Linked DNA regions of Mus musculus: region 1 is linked to region 2. The links are chromatin contacts, called in public HiChIP or PLAC-seq maps. All regions are on one chromosome and are shown on one strand. Each heading gives the region's core, a stretch centred on a gene start, on an enhancer-like site or on the middle of the called end of the contact. The rest is flanking DNA. Distances are from core to core; before and after follow the strand shown. Region 1 has its middle 27 kb from the start of Kcnk5. Region 2 overlaps Nid2 (nidogen 2).

Region 1 (2,888 bases), core at 285-2,784, 430 kb after region 2:
GGGATCAACAGAATCCTTATGCTTGAATAGCCATGTCTCCAGCTCCTGGTTCTCATTGTTTTCTGATAAAATCTCCCTATGTGCTGGGCGTGGTGGCACACGCCTTTAATCCCAGCACTCGGGAGGCAGAGGCAGGTGGATTTCTGAGTTCGAGGCCAGCCTGGTCTACAAAGTGAGTTCCAGGACAGCCAGGGCTATACAGAGAAACCCTGTCTCAAAAAATTAAAAAAAAAAATCTCCCTATGTTATCCAGGCTGGCCCCAAAATAATGATTCTCCTTTTCCAGTCTTCCCAAACTAGGATCACAGACAGGCAACCTTGCCTGGTTTTAGCATCTTGTTTGCTTTGCTCTCTAAAGAATACCCAGCCGTTACATTAACACTGAATCTGGTACACAGTTGAGGCTTAATAGATATTCATTGAGAGAGAGAGAGAGAGAGAGAGAGAGAGAGAGAGAGAGACAAGGGAGGGCTGGCTGTGGTGGCACATACATGTCATCCTATCCCTTGAGAGGTGGAGATAGGAGAGTCAGGAGTCCCATGTCACCCTTAGCTATATATCAAGTTCAAGGCTAGCCTGGACTATGTGAGCTCCTGACTCTGTTGTGGGAAATATCCAAAGATGCTTAGACATGGGTTTAAGCCAATAATAGAAAGTCTTTATTACCTGGCTGGCAACTACAATGGGTGTTCGAAATCCCAGTGTAGTTCCAAGCCTTTCTCAGGGTGAGTTTTCTAGTTCATACACACACACACACACACACACACACACACACACACACACACAAATGTCCTGGCATGACATACTTCAGTTAACAAAAACAGTTAGCCAGAAGCAGAACTATGGAAGCCAAAAAGCAAGGTCAGGTACATTTAAAGACTTTCTCATAACTGTGGACTTTGATGGATTAAGTCTGGTTTTCATTTTGACAGGTGGCGCTGTCTAGAACATGCTGAGTTTTACAGCCTGAATGGCACTTCCATCATGGAGTCAGTTGGGCTAAGGTCTTAAGGGCTCTGTTACAATGAAGCTCTGGGGGTCTGTTACAATCTCAGCAAATCAAAACCAACACAAATGAATTACGGACGCTAAGTTCCTTGTGAGTGGACAGCACCACATGCCTCCCTTTCCTTGAGTCTTTATCTAACTGAAAATTCCAAAGCTGTGGCTGAGTGACTCCCTGTTCACTTCTCATTGTCAGATCTTGTTCATCTTCGGCCCAGAACAAACACCTAGGCTATTGAACTGCAGCCGACCCCACATTTGCCATGACTCTGTAAATTGAGGATTGCGATTTCTAATCCCCATTTCCAAAGTGAAAACCGAAGCCCACCAGGCGATGGGAACATTCAGCCAGGAAAGCAGGAAGCAAGTTAGTGCAGTCAGAAGCCCTGTAGGAACAGTTCCCAGGGTCTGAGCAAGCAGGGCGCGAGGCCCTGTTGTTTGATAGTCTCTGTATAAACAGACAGCAGGGCAGTGCTTTGGTAACTGCCACAGAAGATAAGGCCCAGGTCGTAAAGCCTCCTGGCTGGCCTTCATTCCAGCTGAGCCTGTGTCTGCTGTTTGCTCAGGTGTGGCCCCTCCCTGGCTGCAGCACAGATTGCAGCAGTGGTTGCCCTGGGGAAGAAGGGGTTAAAACGTGGGCGTTGAACCGTAAATAAGCACAGGTGCCATGGCAACAGTGTCACCCCTGTGCAAGTGCCCAGGCTGGAGCAGTCACTGCTTCACTATTGCTGAGACTTCAAGACACTCTGCAAAGCACTTGGGTACATTTCATTCATTCATCCATCCATCCATCTACTCATTCATTCACTTTTTATTTTTTTTGAGACAGGGTCTCACTATATAGTCCAGCCTGGCCTTGAACTCATGCCCATCCTGTCTCAGACTCTAGTATACTGAGATGACAGGTGTACATCACCACACCCAGCATTTACAACTTTTTCTTCTTCTTCTTCTTCTTCTTCTTCTTCTTCTTCTTCTTCTTCTTCTTCTTCTTCTTCTTCTTCTTCTTCTTCTTCTTCCTCTCCCTCTCCCTCTCCCTCTCCCTCTCCCTCTCCCTCTCCCTCTCCCTCTCCCTCTCCCTCTCCCTCTCCCTCTCCCTCTCTCTCTCTCTCTCTGCAAGTGTGTTTGCTTGTTCCACAACAGGTGTATGGAAGTCACAGGACAACTTAAAGGAGTCCAAGTCAGCTCTCTTCTTCCGTCTTGTGGGTTCTGGGGGTGGAATTCAGGTCATTACACTTGGTGCTTGAAATAGAAACACATGATGACATTAAATGTCTGTAAACAAGCAAGCACCTATACCTGATAAAAATTTTTTTCTAGTTTATTTATGTTTATGAATGTCCTGCCTACAGATATGTATGTGCACTACATGCAAGCGGTGCCAGTAGAGGCTACTACATTCATGCTGGGATTCAAACCTGGATCCTTTGCAAGAGTAGCCAATGCTCTTAAACCATGGAACCATCCTGAATTAGCAAATACCAAACCATGTTCCTGAGAAAAACAGCAGATCAGGTTCTTGTGAGTCACTGGCCACAATATTTTCTTCAACCGATGGACACACAACCTCATCATGTGTTTCTACTCCAAGATGCCTTTTTAACATCTTTTTGCACCTTGAACTTGTGGTTGGATCCTGAGTAAAGTTGAGTCCAATTCAGTGCTTTCTGGCCAGGTATTTCACAGTCTCCCTGTGCTCAGAAAGGCCAAAGAGTTACTCAGCCTGGCACCCAAAGTCTATTTTAAGCTTCAAAATGACCCCCCCACACACACACACACGTCATGAACTGGATTTTAAAAAGGTCCTTTGTTGGTGCATGAGAGCTGAAATAAGGCAGACTGTGGCCTGCCTCACCTCAGCAGGGAGAACCTGTGCTCTGAGC
Region 2 (3,115 bases), core at 111-2,610:
CCATTCTGACAGGTCAGCTTTTCTCTTTAACCAAGGTGTTCTAAGCTGATGAGCCCTCAGCTTGCTGCTTCCCAGGATGTCTAATTGCTAAAGGAATGTTCTCACTGCTCTCAGCACTTCTCAATAAGTATTTTACTTTTAATGTCTGTCTGTGTTTGGGAATGTGCACGTGAGTGTAGGTGCAAAAGTAGGCCAGAAGAGGGCAGTAGATCCTGTGGAGCAGGAGTTACCACCCATGGGAGTTCTGGGAACCAAACTTGGGCCTTCACTACTCCTCACCGCTGAGCCACCTCCAGTCCCCTTCGCCACTTCTTACCTGTGTGTTTTCTCTCAGCATGCTGCAAACGCCCGTTAGTTGTTAACCTTCAGTTGTAGCCCTTAGTGTTAGTTGGATTACCCCTGGGGGGGTAGTAGGGATCTGGACCTTCAGAATTCAGACTCATGTGCTTGCTGCACTCATGACTTCTTCAGGTGACTCACCGCAATCCTCTGCTTCTGTTTCTTTATCTGGAAAACAGATTAAAAGTAGCACTTGCTGCCCCCAGCTCTGGTGCAGCTGAGGGTTAATGTTAAAGCCGATGGTGTATTTCAGCCTGCTTAAATGTTAGCTCTGTAAATCTTGTGTTTGCTGATGCAAGGCTTTGTCGCGGCTGCATTGTTACACATCGGGAAGCTAGATCTTCTCATTGTCTTGGTTTTTGTTCTCGCCTGGGGTATTATTCTCAGTAATACTGAGTCTTCAGTTTTTTCCACCCTGGCCTGTTCCTTGTTTTCAAACATAGCCCTGGAAGGCCACCACAGCCTGTTTCTTTCCAGAGCTGACACTCAGGCCAGCATCAGTGGCTAAAGTGCACTAAAACTCTTTGCCCTTCCTGCTTGATCAGCGTTCTCTAGGTGTCTCCAGACTACCCTGACTTCTGGGGGATGGGAGGCAGAAGCATGCGCAGTACCCTGCCTCCTAGTGGCCGTGCTTGGAATTGAGGTATTGCCCAGCATCCTAGCGGAAAGCACTCACCTGCCTGTGACCCAACTTTCAGGCACACTTTGGCCATTTCTTCTGCAGAGGATAGCGTGATGGCATTGAGGGCAGGCTCCTCTCGTTCTTGCTCTCTCCGTTTCGTCTCCCTCTTGCACAGCTACCTCTCTGTAATGGGAAGAGAGTGTGGGAGATTTGGGGGTCGAGCTTCCTCTGGTGCAGGGTGGTTTTGTGGAGATTCTGTGGACTAGGCTGTTTCTGTTGCATGAAAGTCATCCTCAAGCTGGGAAGCACAAAGCCTGCAAGGACCTGGGGCTCCTCAGTCCTGTTTCTTGTCGTCTCTCTTCCCTCCCCAGTCCTGCATTTGACGGCAAGTGTTGACGCAGCAAGTGTGTGTACATCCTTTAAGCTTGGGTTCCATAAGAGTTAGACAGACCTTGGTTCTTAGTTCCTCTCTTTTGACTTCCTCTCAAAAGATTACTCTTACATTGAGTCATACAAAATTGCCAGTATTTGGCCTTTTTTTCTCCCCACCTCACCAAATAGTGATTTCACAAATTTCACTCTAATGCGCGCTTACGGTTTGTCTGCAAGGCTGCTCTCAGGCCACTCAGCTCACCCTCATTGTAGTAAGACCCAGTTGGCCGCAATGATCTGAGCATCTTGCCAGAACATATAAAGTTAATCCCTCAGGCTGAATGTTATTCCCATCTTTGTAGCGTCAAATCTATTTGTTTATTACAGTCCAAGCCGTTTTACGGAGCGCTTGTGACGTCTGGCGAAGCTTGGTAGTAGCGATGCTGGAATCCTTTGGCTTTCTAATGCTCTTTGCTTTATTCTTCAGTCTTCACGTATAATGGCGCCAACCTGGAAACCTGCGAACACAGCCACGGCCGGTGCTCCCAGCATGCCTTCTGCACCGACTACACCACTGGCTTTTGCTGCCACTGCCAGTCGAGGTTTTACGGAAACGGGAAGCACTGCCTGCCAGAAGGTGATTGACAGGCCGGGGCTGCTGCATGTATATTGTTGACCCCTGCCTGTTTCCAGTTCCAGTGTGGGTTCTGCTTGGTGTCCTTACATCTCTGATGCCTGAATCCCAGCACCAGTGACTTTCAAGGGTTCAGGGGATGACTGAGTGATAAATACGTTTGGACTGGTTTCCCAATTTGAGAGTGACTTGAAACGTTTCTATTTTGCCCTCTTTCTAGCTTGGTAGAGCTAAAGGGGAGGGTGAAGAAGGGGAATGGAAGAGAGACAGGCAGGACTGGGTCATAAGTGAGGAACCGATCACAGAAGGGACTTGTTAAATGTCGCTCTAACTATGACTGTAACACTGTTGAGACAGGAGAAGCAGGAGGGTTGAGAGTTGAAGGCTAGCCTAGATTTTATCACGAATCCTCAGTTGGCGTCTACAGAGAGCTTATTGCAAGGAAACCCAAACCAACAGTGAGAACAGCAATAATAGTAAAGAAATGTCTCCAAAGAGTGAGCATGAGGCGTGGTCAGGAGAGTGGGCTCATCTGTGTACACCGGTCCCCAGCCTGATGGGGGCCAAGGCTGAAAGGATTGCTTTTGTCTTTCAGGGGCACCTCACCGAGTGAATGGGAAAGTGAGTGGTCGCCTCCGAGTGGGTCACATTCCTGTGCACTTCACTGACGTGGATCTACACGCTTACATCGTGGGCAATGATGGCAGAGCCTACACTGCCATCAGCCATGTCCCACAGCCGGCAGCCCAGGCCCTGCTCCCTGTCCTGCCCATTGGAGGTCTGTTTGGCTGGCTCTTTGCTTTGGAGAAGCCAGGCTCTGAGAATGGCTTCAGCCTCACAGGTGAGCAGAGCTCAGTTCTGGCAAACCGGGATTCAGATGTGGTACCTGGGCAGCCTCTGCGGATGATTTTGTTTCTGGAGAAACGTGCTCAGATTCCAGGCTGTTGGAGGTTTTGAATTGCAGAGGTTTTGTTGTACGTGGAAAGCTTTCTGCTCTTACAGAAAGAAACATAATGGTTTAATGACTGGTAAATTCCTATTTTCGACTATCATCCCTCAGCATGGAAGTATCAAGTTAGTGTAATTTTGGAATGGACTCTGTTAATATGCTAGATTTTAAAGAGAACGGGGACAAGGGGAATTGAGAG

What was found. HiChIP or PLAC-seq counts read pairs in DNA pulled down with a chosen protein or histone mark.
Region 1: a contact with region 2 is called in an H3K27ac HiChIP or PLAC-seq map of differentiating embryonic stem cells, with 2.8 times the contacts expected there. The contact joins two enhancer-like sites. A contact is called at or near these places in 3 of 115 datasets of contacts at active chromatin or transcription factors (differentiating embryonic stem cells, embryonic stem cells and extraembryonic endoderm stem cells).

What each region holds. Positions count from the first base shown.
Region 1 is chr14:20,207,052-20,209,939 of GRCm38.p6, forward strand. No RefSeq gene overlaps it. Among named protein-coding and RNA genes, the nearest start is that of Kcnk5, 27 kb to the left of the region's middle. Within about 2 kb of position 1,535, at least 50 of the 459 cell types and tissues checked have an H3K27ac peak or open chromatin away from gene starts, as enhancers often do. A contact at or near this core is called in differentiating embryonic stem cells and extraembryonic endoderm stem cells, where this site is marked.
Region 2 is chr14:19,776,176-19,779,290 of GRCm38.p6, forward strand. It overlaps Nid2 (nidogen 2), which reads left to right. Exons shown (of 21, transcript NM_008695.2): 5 at 1,821-1,970; 6 at 2,563-2,808. Among named protein-coding and RNA genes, the nearest start is that of Nid2, 26 kb to the left of the region's middle. Within about 2 kb of position 1,361, at least 27 of the 459 cell types and tissues checked have an H3K27ac peak or open chromatin away from gene starts, as enhancers often do. A contact at or near this core is called in differentiating embryonic stem cells and extraembryonic endoderm stem cells, where this site is marked.